2 separate regions of the Mus musculus genome follow, and region 2 is linked to region 1. A link is a contact called in public HiChIP or PLAC-seq data. All regions are on one chromosome and are shown on one strand. The core of a region is the stretch at or near the end of the contact, and the rest is flanking DNA. Distances in the headings are between cores, read along the strand shown.

Region 1 (6,144 bases), core at 1,868-4,367:
TTTGATTAGATAAACATTTCAAACTCTTATATTTAAGAAAACATGTCAGTGAAGTCCAGACACGGTAGTGCATGCCTGCAATCTGCACTGTGGAGATGGAGAGAATAGAACCGGAGCTCTGTGCTATCCTTAGCTACATAGGCAGATAGGGGCCAGCCTGGGCTGAAGACCGTCTTTCCCAAACACAAGAAAATCATGGTCAGCATTGCTAGAGGTGGAGACCCAGGCTAGCACCAGGGATTTGCTTTGCTCTTTGTATTCAGACAAAAGCAGTCCCTCAAAATGTCGATAACGGATCTTACACTCTGACCTTAGCTAGACAGTGAAGTGTTCCTGCATCTGCTCCAGGATCTCACACCAGAGATCTGAGGTTCACTGGGAGGCCACACAACTACACATCCCACGGGCTCGGGATGTGACAAGGACGTGTTTCTGTATGAATTATGATTGTAACGAAGACGAGGCATGGAGCTGTTGTGATAAGATGATAACACTGGGTCTCTTTACTCAGAATACGTTTATTGGTTTATAAAGCATATAAACATTTGATGAAATCATTCCTCCTAAGAACAGAGAACAAGGACACGTAGAACACACTCACATTATACCTGACTCCTCCTCCTCCTCCTCCGTTTGAGATGAGAGAGACGGTAGGGTATATAGCTGCATATTCCATGAAAGGATTCCTTCGAGTTTCTCAAAGTCTTTAACAAAACAACAGCGGCTGCTGAAAGCCTTGTAATCTCTCTAGTGGTACATAATACTGATACAAAAGGTGGGTAGTACAAAGTTCATTATATATAATATAACGTTTTAATATATTACATTTGTTCTACATAACAGACTATAAATAGATGTGCCATAGCATGTTTAACAGTCATTGCTCCCAGCTCTTCACACTATGGTACCAAATGAAAAGAACAGTTTCTTTCTTTCTTTTTTTTTTTAACATAAGCACACAGGCAGAAACCAGTAGACATAGTTTTATAGGTTAAAATTCTAAAGGATACAGTAGATGTTATCATAACCTCGGCTAAAAAGTAATTTCGAAATCTGGCTAGTGATTATCTGGAGAGCAAACCAACCAATTAAGATTTTTCTGCCATCAGGAAGCCACAAAGCTAAAATACTGAGGACTTGGGGGCCTGACAGGAGTGGAGATAGAGGAAGAACACCAGCCTGAGCCTTTACCGCCACTTGACAGAGAACCCTCAGACACTGCCACCAGGGCAGCCACGTGGGTCTCCACCCAGCAGAAACCCTGAGTTTCTGTTCTGTTCTCACAATTCTTCGGCCCCGTCAGGAGCCTCTGCCGACGTTCCTCTCTTTTGGTGTTCTGAATTAAGGCACAGCCTGAGAGATGAGGAAGGAGCAAGCTGCATCATTTCCTTCCTGGGGCCAGGCCAGGAGACACGTAAGAGTCCGGAAGGAACTCTCATTAGGAGTAGGAAACGCCACAGGGAACTCGCCTGTAACCCGACTGTGAAGAGCACGCAAACCTTCCAAAACCAAACCCTGCCGGCCGCCTTTGCGTTTCCTGACAGGCCACAAGCCCACCTCCACCAGAGCCAGCACAATGCATCTGCAGGCTCCAACCGCTCTCCGAGCGAGCTTGCGCCTTCCTTCCTCCCAGTCCACATCCCACACTTAACACTTGGCTCATAGCCCGCATCCTCCACAAAGCCTCCAAGGTAGACAGACTCGGCCCTGGGACATCTCACCCATCCTCAACACACAAAGCATTGCCCATTCGATCCAGTTTCACAGAGGTGCCGTTGCCACTTCTTGGAGGACAGAGCCACTGTTTGAAAGTCTTTTGCTTTAACTGGTAGTGAGACCACAGCAGGGCACATTATATAGGACTTTTAAATGAATGGAAAAGAGAGTAGAGTCAACACATTCTTGGGTCATGGGCATCTTCTCTGGAAATGCCCTGAGGACAAGCTCCTTGCAGTCTGAGGTCCCTCCTCCAAAAATGAAAATCAAATGTGGCTACTTCCGGGTGGTGGAAAGAACAACACTTGAAAATCTAAGCAGCACCTCTCTCGTGATTTCCAGGAGTTGGGGGCGGAGCCGGGACAGGACCACTTCCATTTAAACAGGAGGTGAGCGCAGTGTGGTCCCTGAGTCAGCGTGAACTGCAGCATCCACCATCTTTAAAAGTCCTGCCTCGTCGCTGGAGTACACGGTGGTGTCTGTGTCATCTGAGTGATACCCAGACTGGTAGCCACTGGTCTGGTTGGAGCCTTCCGAGGCCACAGACTCCCTGCTTTTACTGGGCATCATTCCACTGTAGAAGAAACAGCAAGCGAATGAATTAAAAAGGGAAGCCGGCTCATTTGCTTTACACAGTCACCAAAGCCCGAGCTCAAGGAAGTAGAATCCCCTCCAGAGACACTAGCCCCTCTCTCTCATTCCCTAATCAGCCTCAGACAAGGTCTACTCTCAGGTACTGGCATGAGCTAGTAGTCGCAGATAAGTCCTCTTATTCGGGTCCAAGTCTTTCAAGCTTGAGACGAGATAAAAGGCCGTTCTGCTGAGGTATGCAGAGCCCCCAACCAATGGAAGAGTTTTACAGCCTTGACGATTGACAAGTTTGTCTACAGTGATAGAAGTCACAGGGTCTCTTTCATGATATTAAACGATATCGGGATGGTCTAAAAGTTCATTTGTGTTTTTCCTGTTCGGTCACCTAGGGAGCTAAGTGGTCTATAAAAGATGTTAATAAATTTGTAGAGGGGGAGAAAAAAAAAAAAAGCTAGTGTACAGTCAGGCCAGACATGTCAAAAACTGTTTTTTACTCATCCAAACCAAATTCTTTGGACAAATTGGGGGTTCAGTCACTCAGCAGCAACTGGAGAATGTTTCCAATGACATAGTAGTCATGTCAAAGCTAACAAACGTGGGCTGTGTGGACCGAAAAGCTCGGGCTTTGCCCTCGAAGGGGTCTTATTCTTATTATTCATGATAAAAGCCACAGAGAGAGTTTGTTTACTCTGTGTTCAAATACGGTTTCATGTAAGTTCAAAGAACCACAAGTATGTTTCCCCTCCCAGCCCCGCTCTTCACTTCCCACACCAAACCAGTTTGTGTCTCAAACAGAGGCATGATCCTGGCCACCTAATAGCTCTGAGTCACTATTGTTTGAGTCAATGAAAGAAGCATGTGGTTGGTGCCCATGCCTTCTTGCTGGGCCTTAAAGAAAACGGCCAAGTTTACTGTGGCTACTGTTGTTGTATAGACATCACTCAAAAGTCCATAGGGAACCCCACCTCGTACAGCAGCTCTCTGGTGTGTAGATCAAATCTTGGGTTTTCCCTACCTAGAATGAGCCTGCCAGCAAACAAATAACTACTCTTATCCCACTCTTCTTAGAAACATAAAGATTTTTTTAATATTTAAATCAGGTACATTTATTCAAAGCCTATATATACCTGTTGAGTCATAAGGAAGAATGACTCGAATAAATTTAATAGTTTTCCCCCAACTGAAAAGGCAGTGACTCAAAGAATCATATTTAAATATATGAAATAAGTGAATATGTATGTATTTATATATCATCTTTCTTAATTACAGATAAAGCCATCTAAGTACAGGTTTGACAGTCCATCAGAGTCTGCAAAGTCTTCACTCTTCAGGATCATGGTACCTGCTGACATCTTTGCAGTTTGGCCAGGGCCATAGAAGCCACAGGTCACTCTGCTGGCCCGTATCAGTCCCATAGCCTTCACAAATGTAGTCATTAGAAATTGGCCAAATACTCTAACTTGCTTCAGGGTTTTCTTCAGACTCACCAATTTCATGGCTTAGTTTATTTTACCTCTTTATCAAATTGCTAATTTGGAATATTAATGTCATCAACCTCCAAAGGCACCAGAAAAGAAACCACATCTACACTGAATGTCTTTATTATGCCCTTCCAAAAATACGTATTGAAATATTCTTCCTTAGTAGGCTGAGTCTTACCCAAAAGATGGAGATAATTTGTTCCTGTCTTCCAGAGTTTTCAGCTCTTCTGATGCAAGGACCATCCCACTGTCTGTCTGGCTGTCCTTTTTAGGAGACAGTGAAATGACACAGTGAGTGTGCACGTGACCAGCTACTTTAAACTCCTTTCTCAATCCATCTAGCTGACAATAGGACTCAATGTCATGCCAAAGAGGGAAAGGGTATGGCAGCCAGCGACTGTGCAAGCCACAAAGGAAGCAAATGCTTCGAGGAAGTAGACTTGGGCTAAGGAGAGAGGAAAGGTCAGGATGTTGGGGTCTCCTCTCTGCACGGCGACAACATTTGCACTTGAGTGAAGTTGGACACACAGTTAAGACTATCCCAAACCTTGGTCCAGGTGCCTTTCATACGGCAAAACTAAAGATCGACCTCCCCCAGGGCACATATGCTCAAGGACAGCCTTAATAAGGTTCCAAAACTCAAGAGCTTAGGCTAATATTTATCTAGCTAGTATTTCACCCCAAGTATTATCTTTATGACTATTTTTAAAAGATGTACTTACATCTGGGATCACTTTTACTTCTGGTTCCTCCAATGGGATATCTTCAAATGTTTTTACACTCACTGGCCGGCTCTTTCGCTTACTGTTCTGGAGATAATGACTGCAAGAGAACAAATATTTATTTGTATTTGGGTGGTGGTATATTTGGCTGTGGATGCCTCAAGTGATACCTAAGCTCATTATCTTTCAACCACAAGTTGAATAGCAACCTTCAAAACATCCTTTGCTAGAAGAAAAACAAAATTCAAAAAGAATATTTTTTTCTGCTAGCACGCACAGAAGGCTTAATTTCCTGTGAAAGTCCATTTAAAAGTATAATATAACTGAGAAGGGTAAAGGAGACCCTGTGCCTTGGAATTGTGCTTCTGGGGTTCAGTGCTGAACTAAAGACAAGGGCAGCTGACTCAACAGCAGGGCGCTGACTGCATGGAATTCCTCAGGTGATCTCTTGATGTACTGCAGCATGCTTCCCTTTTTCTAGCCATCTCCAAAGAGATGTGTCCTACACAGTATTCACAGGGCATCATGGGTAAGGTATCCTTTGGTATCCCTAGATGCTGGATACTGTGCTGGGCAGTGGTCTCAAGTCAGCTTCTTTCTCCTACATGAACTACAGATCTAAGGCACAGAGGGAGGTGGGCTGGGTCTTACCCAGGCACGCTTTTAGCCCACATGGTTGCTTATTTCAGAAAAGGACAGTGGCTTCAGAGTCTCAAGACACTTTGCATAGCTTTAAGTCTAACCCTGAGTACAGGAATGGAGTCAAGCCTTTGCTGCTCCATTTTAAATGCTCGTAGGCAAGAGCTATTCTTCAGCAGCATGCACGGGTGTTGTCAAGGTGAACAGCACGGGTAGATGTCAAGTTTGCTGTTCTTAGGAAGTGCAAAACCCCATCAACCAGCATTTGCCTCCCTCTTTTGAATTCCAGAAGACCTCCACAGAATGAGACTTGTCAGACAGCACATTACCGCTCCCTGGGGCTTGCTCTTCCCTACCACTTGACATTGGGAGAGCCCAGAGATCCTGTCAAAGCCTCCAGCAGCCCAAGGGGAGATAAGAGAAGCCCCCTGTACAGGAAACGTCCATGCAGACAATAAACATATTCTTCACTCTTGTCCCATGACAAGCAGCCTGCTGGCACAGCGCATAAATGCTGGGTCAGAGTTGAAGAATGGAACCTGAGCATCTCTTCCCTTCCCTAAGAGGTTGTTTCCTTCCCACACAGAGGAGAGAATGAGGTTCTCAGTGATACCCCAACTCGGGAGACTCCACAGGAAAGGAGACAGGCCAGGCGATGCAGGGAACAAGCAAAGCCTGTTTCCTGATAAGTCTGGTCTTTAAAAGCAGTGACTGCCAAAGCTGGTTAGCATCATGCCTAGTCACTCGTTCAGGAAGACCTTTGGGAATCTATCACCACTCAGACATTGAGCTGAATGCTCTTCAAACACTGCCTCACAGCATCTCACAGTAACCTCTCCAAAACCTACTTGTCCAAAATCATACAGCTCGAGCCTTAGGCTATAGTTGTGAGGGCCACTGAAAAAGTTTGAGGCATGGGATTGGCATGATCAGAGCTGCTTTCTAGACATCTTGGCTGTGAAGAGAAGAGAAGACCAGAGGCAGGGAAGCCTGGT
Region 2 (6,144 bases), core at 2,273-4,772, 430 kb after region 1:
TTGGGTAGTTTGTGTTTCCATTGATTTACATGGAGACTTTAAGCATTGTGGAAACTTTATTGGTTTAAACACAGCAGGCGTTTCCTTCCTACTTGTGGCTTCTTTACTATCTTTATATGAGTTTATATTTTTAAAGATGTGTTTAAGGAAACAGACTCTCAGGTCATGTCATTCTGAGATGTGGATATTAAGACAAGGTAAATGGGTGAACAGGGGCAGGTAGGCTTTTATTTCCCTATGAGCAAAGGTCAGGAATAAATGATTAAATGGAAGATGTGTGTGTGTGTGTATGTAGATATATATATGTGTATATATATCTACATACATATATATATACACACACACATATATATATATATAGATCAGGATTATATCTCAATTTCTAAAAAAGAAAGAAGTCAGGACTAAATATGAGGACAGGTTGTATACTGACAAGTTTTGCAACTTAAAACTAAAATATATCAATTTTAATATGAATCCAACTTTTGATGTGTATTATATATTTGATGTATATTGTATATTGTATATTTTGATGTATATTTTCTTTTAATCTCTTCTAACTCTCTCCCCTTCCAAAGTCAAGGCTTCCAACTTGGAAGGATTTTTGGATGGAAGCTTCTGTACTGAAACTCACCCCACCACCACCACCAGAGAAAGACTTTCCAGAAGACTATCAAAGCCAGTATTCTATATAATGAAGACAGCACTTCAAACAAGACTGTTTCATGCAACTACAGATCAGCTGGAGACTGAGTGCACAGGACAACTAAATTTACAAAAGGTAGGGCTAAACATCTGTCACTCAATCAGCACTTGGGAAACTAAGGCAGAATTCCAACGTGAGCCTAAACCAACCAGACCATGTCTCAGGAAACAGTAAACCAAAGTAAAACCAAGCCACTAAAGTTAAGTACAAGAAATACAAGACAGGGAGGCAGGCAAGCCAAGTAGGTCATTGCTGTTTAAGAATTCCCACGGTAGGGTAATTAATGTTGGTGAGACAGCAAGGCACAGAACTGTGAGAAATATCACATCTTCTGCAAGAGGGAAGCTTTGCCTCCTTTTGGTAATTACTGTTAACAGTCACTTTAAGCACTTTCCAGAAATAATAAGCCATGCTATTCAAAGCCATTCCCCAAGGAGTGATTTTCATTTTCATCCAATGTATGTAGCAGTAGTATGCCACAGAGAACAGTCACAAGTGAGAGGCCCATGTGGGAGTCCAGAGCCACCCTGGCTACTGTTCTGCACAAGGGGCTGGTTTAGGGTCTCTTGAAGTCAGCTGGCATTCGTGGGTAGGTGTCTAGTTTCTGAATTTCCTGTGTAGAGGTCAGAGCAGGTTGAGATATAACAGAATGAAGTTATCTCAAGGGTATGATGGCACTTAAAATCTCAGCTGTCAGAAGACTGAGGCAGGATAAGGAGTTCAAAGCCAGCTTAGGCTACATAGCAAGCTAGCCTGGGAGAAGGAAGAGAGAGAGGAAGGGAGAGAGGGTTGAAGAAAGAGAGGGAGGCAGGCAGACAATAAGAAATGTTAAAAGAGCAAAGACACAGTTGTTGCTGGTTGATGCCCACAAGGCTTGCTTTTCACATTATAGATGTTCTGAGTGTAAAGCCATTATAACAGGCACAATGCATCGCTAATTTGAAACACCGAATTAAAACATTCCAGTCCGTTGAAAGCAGCCTCTTTCCTCTGTTACTTAAGTTGCAATTAGAATATTAATACACACTAATAAAAGATTTATTAGGTTTTTCTTGACACATTTGTGAATCACATCCGGATAAGGCTGGCAGGTAAACAGATTCTTGTAGATTTATGAGGTTTTATAAAAATTGGACCTAAAATTAAATGATAGCTATGAAAATACAAGGAAAGATAGAGTATTTTTTTTGTTACAGAATACGTTGCATTACCATTTTTAAATGGCTAAACTGACTTTTAATCCACCTAAAATAAATGAATTTTTATAGTCCCTAAAATGTCCGTTATTATGAAAATACATAAATTCCTTATATGGACATGCCCAGATTAAGATTTATTGTGTATTAGCTGAATTTAATTGAAAAGGGGAAAAACAGTATAATTTGACATCTTTAAAAAGTTAAAATAATCAAGAGATCTGGAATGAATTTCTAAATATAGAAACAAGCACAATATAAGTGGATGTCAGAAAAGAGGGTCACTGCTCATTTAATCTCATGTGTTTTCATTTTAACTCAGCTTTTTAAAGTAGACTAGAGAGACATGGATGCTATAAGCTGTGTGTGTATGTGTGTGTGTTTGTGTGTCTGTGTTCCCATACATGTGTCAGGCTGCTCTAAGTTAAGTAACACTTGCTATTATTTTAAGATGTTTGTGTTCTAATAAAATTAAGATTAGCCAATTTTGAGAAGTTTAGTCTTTGTTCATCTATAATCAAATTCTTTTTTTGTCAAAAATTAATCTGTGTGTGTCTCTAGTTCCAGAACTCCTAAGGTTAAGGCAGAAAATCATGAGTGCAAGTCCAACTTGGGCTGTATAGTTGAGCTTTGCCTAAACCTTTTTCTGTTTTTATCCAGCAGTGTGATTTTTGATGGATGCTAATTTCAATGTTATTGAATCTCAACAATAATTTAAAAGTTTGTGTACAAAAAGCCAGGACTGGGATAAGTTCTAGGACAGCCAGGGGACATAAAGAGACTTTGTCTCAAACTCACACTTGAGAACACATGGGGACACACACATGGGGACACACACACAGAGAATAATTCAAGAGATAAAGGTTTCAGAATTGCAAATTTGAAGTCTGCCCAGGCTTACCAAAGAGTTTAAGGCTAACCTGTCTTAAAACAAACAAGCAAACAAACAAACAAACAAAAAACAGAAAAAAATTTAAAGGCTAGGGATATAGCTCACTGGAAAAGTGCCCAGCAAGGGAGGGCCCCTGTTCCTTAATCCCTGCCCATCCCCCTAAAATAATGAAAAAGAAAACCACACAAAAACCATTTACTTCTTAGAGGAAACTCAAACACAGCCGAGTTACTCATTTCTTTAACCAAGCAGGCTTCCGGCAGGCCACCTCTACAACTCTCTCTGACACCGACGTCTGTACATTCATCTCTTGGTTCAACAGCCCCGAGCAGAACCTGTTGGTCCTTAAAATCAGCTCGAACTGCTTTCTCTCACCGTTCTTGCCTCCTATATTTTTATTCTCTCTCATAATAAAAATCAACAAATTGTTTCTACCACCTATCTCCTCCTGACACATCAGCATTCTTTTCTGTCTTAGTTGACTTTCAATGCTGTGAAAAAGGCCAGCAGCATCTTGGGAAGGAAGGAGTTTATTTGGTTTACGTGACTCAATCACAGCTGTGATCGTTGTGGGACGTTGGGGCAGGAACTGAAACAGGATAGAAACCTGGAGGCAGGAGCTGATGCAGGGGCCACAGACGTGTGCTGCATGCTGGCTTGCTCTCTGTGGTCTGCTCAGATTGTTGTTGCATACATCCCCGACCACCTGACTAGGAATGACACCGCCCACAATGGGCTAGGCCCTCCCATTTCAATCATGAATTAGAAAGAAAGCCCTGACAGACACACCTAGAGGTTAATGTTATGCAAACAATTTTCAGATTAGGGTCCTTCTTCCCAGATAACTCTAGCTTGAGTCAAGTTGCCAAAAATTGACCAGCAAGGTTTCTCGTGGACCTTCAGAGAACTGTGCCAGCAGAGGGTGGGGAAAGCATTCAAGGTTTTCCTGTGACAGACTGCCTTCTTGATGACATCATCTTTCCACAATCTCCTGAGAGTAAATGGCACCCTCTTTCCACTCTTCATTCCCTATCTTCCTTGAGTTGCTTTCTTTGTTCTCTGAAAGACTTACCACCCGCTGGTAGATGGTGATATGTATGCATGCATGTATATGTATGTGAATGCATCTACTTGACATGTGCATAGTTGCCTTCTTCCAGTAGAATGAAAATTACAATTCTGGGGTTTATCTCTTTTACTCTATATCACTTTCCTAGTGTTTCAATATCTCAAGTTTTTGGTAGTGTTTGAAGCTTAGCTCGTGGTGGATACTGCATGCTATATTATATATATATATGTAAATGAACAAGGAAAATAACTGAATTTATGATATTTTTATTTAAAATTTATGCAGCCTTTAAGTACATGTGCACATGCACACACACACACACACACACACACACCATATAAATTATGGCATTTCCTTACATGGTATGGAAATGAGAGGCAAGCCATTTCTCAGCTTCTCCCTGGGTTCTACTTCCTACTGTGTTTTAGGCCATCTGAGAAACCTGGAATTGATAATACCAATCATATAAAGTAAAAACAAACATAGACACCTTGTTAGGAACTGGGGTATTTAACCAGGGGAGCAGGAATTAATGAAGTACTACAGCTGGATCTTATGGAGACATTTTCTCAGTTGAGGTTCTCTTCTTTCAGATGAGTCTAACTTGTGTCAACTTGACCTAAAAACTAGCCAGGACATCAATGAAACATCCTTTTTTTGTTTTATTATTGAGAGAGAATCTTAAAATAGCTCTAACACAATATCAAAACCAGGAAATAGGTATATTAGTCCAAGTCATACAGTTTATTAAGATTTTAATCTTTTTTTTTTTTTTTTTTTTTTTGAGACAGGGTTTCTCTGTATATCCCTGGCTGTCCTGGGACTCACTTTGTAGACCAGACTGGCCTCAAACTCAGAAATCCTCCTGCCTCTGCCTCCAGAGTACTGGGATTAAAGGCATGCACCACCTTGCCTGGCTTATTAAGATTTTAATTGTACATACATGCTGTGTTTGTACCTGTGTGCAGAGTTCATTTTCATCATATGTGTAGATTCTTTTCAAACAACAACAAAAATACAAATGTTTTATTTAACAGTTGCAGATTATCCCGTGGGCTAAGTAGTAGAGGTCCAGGACCCAGCAGCAAGGTCAGCACAGCCTCTGAGCCTCTCTTTCTGACTCCAACAGGGCAAGCACATCACCCTCTTCAACAGGCCTCTGGCGTTTCGGATGATAGAGAAGCTGGTATCGTCCATAGATTCCACATACACCTGCATGCACTGTCTCTGTGAAATAGTCCTGCCTGCCCAGCACCTCACTTAGCCTGGCCAGCTTGGTGGGCTGCTTGAAGCTCAGGTTGAGCTGGCAGAGAGCATTATGTATAGATTCTTCTAACCATTTTTATCTCCTAACATGTGAGTAGATTCACCCATTCTGTTTTATGTACATGAGTACATTGTAGCTGTCTTCAGATACACCAGAAGAGGGCATCTAATCACAACTTCATGGTTGTGAGCCACCATGTGGTTGCTGGGAATTGAACTCAGGACCTTGGAAAGAACAGTCAGTGCTCTTAACCACTGAGCCATCTTTCCATTCGCCCATTCGAAGTAGATTCAAGGCCTTTCAGGGAATTTACTAACATGTGAAACCATTGCCTTGATTAGGATCCTTTCATTATCCCAAAGGGGGCCTGCCACAGTCTCAGTTTGAAAAACAAAACAAAACAAAACAAAAAACCCCAAAAACCCAAAAAACCCAAATGCCCATTCCCACTGCCAACCCAGGCAGACTGTAATCTATTTTCTATCTCTTTATGTTTGCCTTTTCTGGATGTGTTATACAGAGTGACTGTACGGTATATGCTTTTAAAGCAGGGCTCCTTCGCATTTCATGATATTTTTGTGGCTCATTTCCATGTGGTGTTGATAGAGACCTCATTCCTTCTTATAGCCCAGTAATAACTTTATCCTATGCACAGCCCATGTTTCTCTCTTCCATTCGTCTGCTGAGGAATATTTTCGGTGATCTTTTTCAGTAACTGTAAATGACACTTCTATGAACATTTGTATGTACAACTTCTGAGCATATGTTTCTTCACTCTTCCTGGATAGTCCACTAGAAAAACAATAAGGGAAGTATATGTGGCACTTTAGAAGAAACTGTCACACTGTTTTCCAACATGTGTCATCTTATACTCCTGCCAGCAATACATGGGGGTTTTGACTTTCCTGTCCCTTACTAATTCTCATTATTATATTCATTAATCACAGCCATCTTAATGAGTATGCCCAAGAATGCTCTTCAGACCCATCTATGTTGTGTATAGGTTAGTAGCTC

What was found. HiChIP or PLAC-seq counts read pairs in DNA pulled down with a chosen protein or histone mark.
Region 2: a contact with region 1 is called in a FOXA1 HiChIP or PLAC-seq map of pancreatic cancer cells. The contact joins two enhancer-like sites. A contact is called at or near these places in 3 of 39 promoter capture datasets (the HPC-7 cell line, HPC-7-derived erythroid cells, pre-B cells and 1 more), 1 of 484 Hi-C or Micro-C datasets (the HPC-7 cell line) and 1 of 115 datasets of contacts at active chromatin or transcription factors (pancreatic cancer cells).

Annotation. Positions count from the first base shown.
Region 1 is chr5:75,932,329-75,938,472 of GRCm38.p6, forward strand. Kdr (kinase insert domain protein receptor) reads right to left here. Exons shown (of 30, transcript NM_010612.3): 28 at 4,511-4,610; 29 at 3,967-4,052; 30 at 499-2,290. The coding sequence ends at 2,095. Among named protein-coding and RNA genes, the nearest start is that of Gm32727, 42 kb to the right of the region's middle. Within about 2 kb of position 3,118, at least 5 of the 459 cell types and tissues checked have an H3K27ac peak or open chromatin away from gene starts, as enhancers often do. A contact at or near this core is called in pancreatic cancer cells, where this site is marked.
Region 2 is chr5:76,365,954-76,372,097 of GRCm38.p6, forward strand. No RefSeq gene overlaps it. Among named protein-coding and RNA genes, the nearest start is that of Nmu, 5.2 kb to the left of the region's middle. Within about 2 kb of position 3,523, at least 16 of the 459 cell types and tissues checked have an H3K27ac peak or open chromatin away from gene starts, as enhancers often do. A contact at or near this core is called in pancreatic cancer cells, where this site is marked.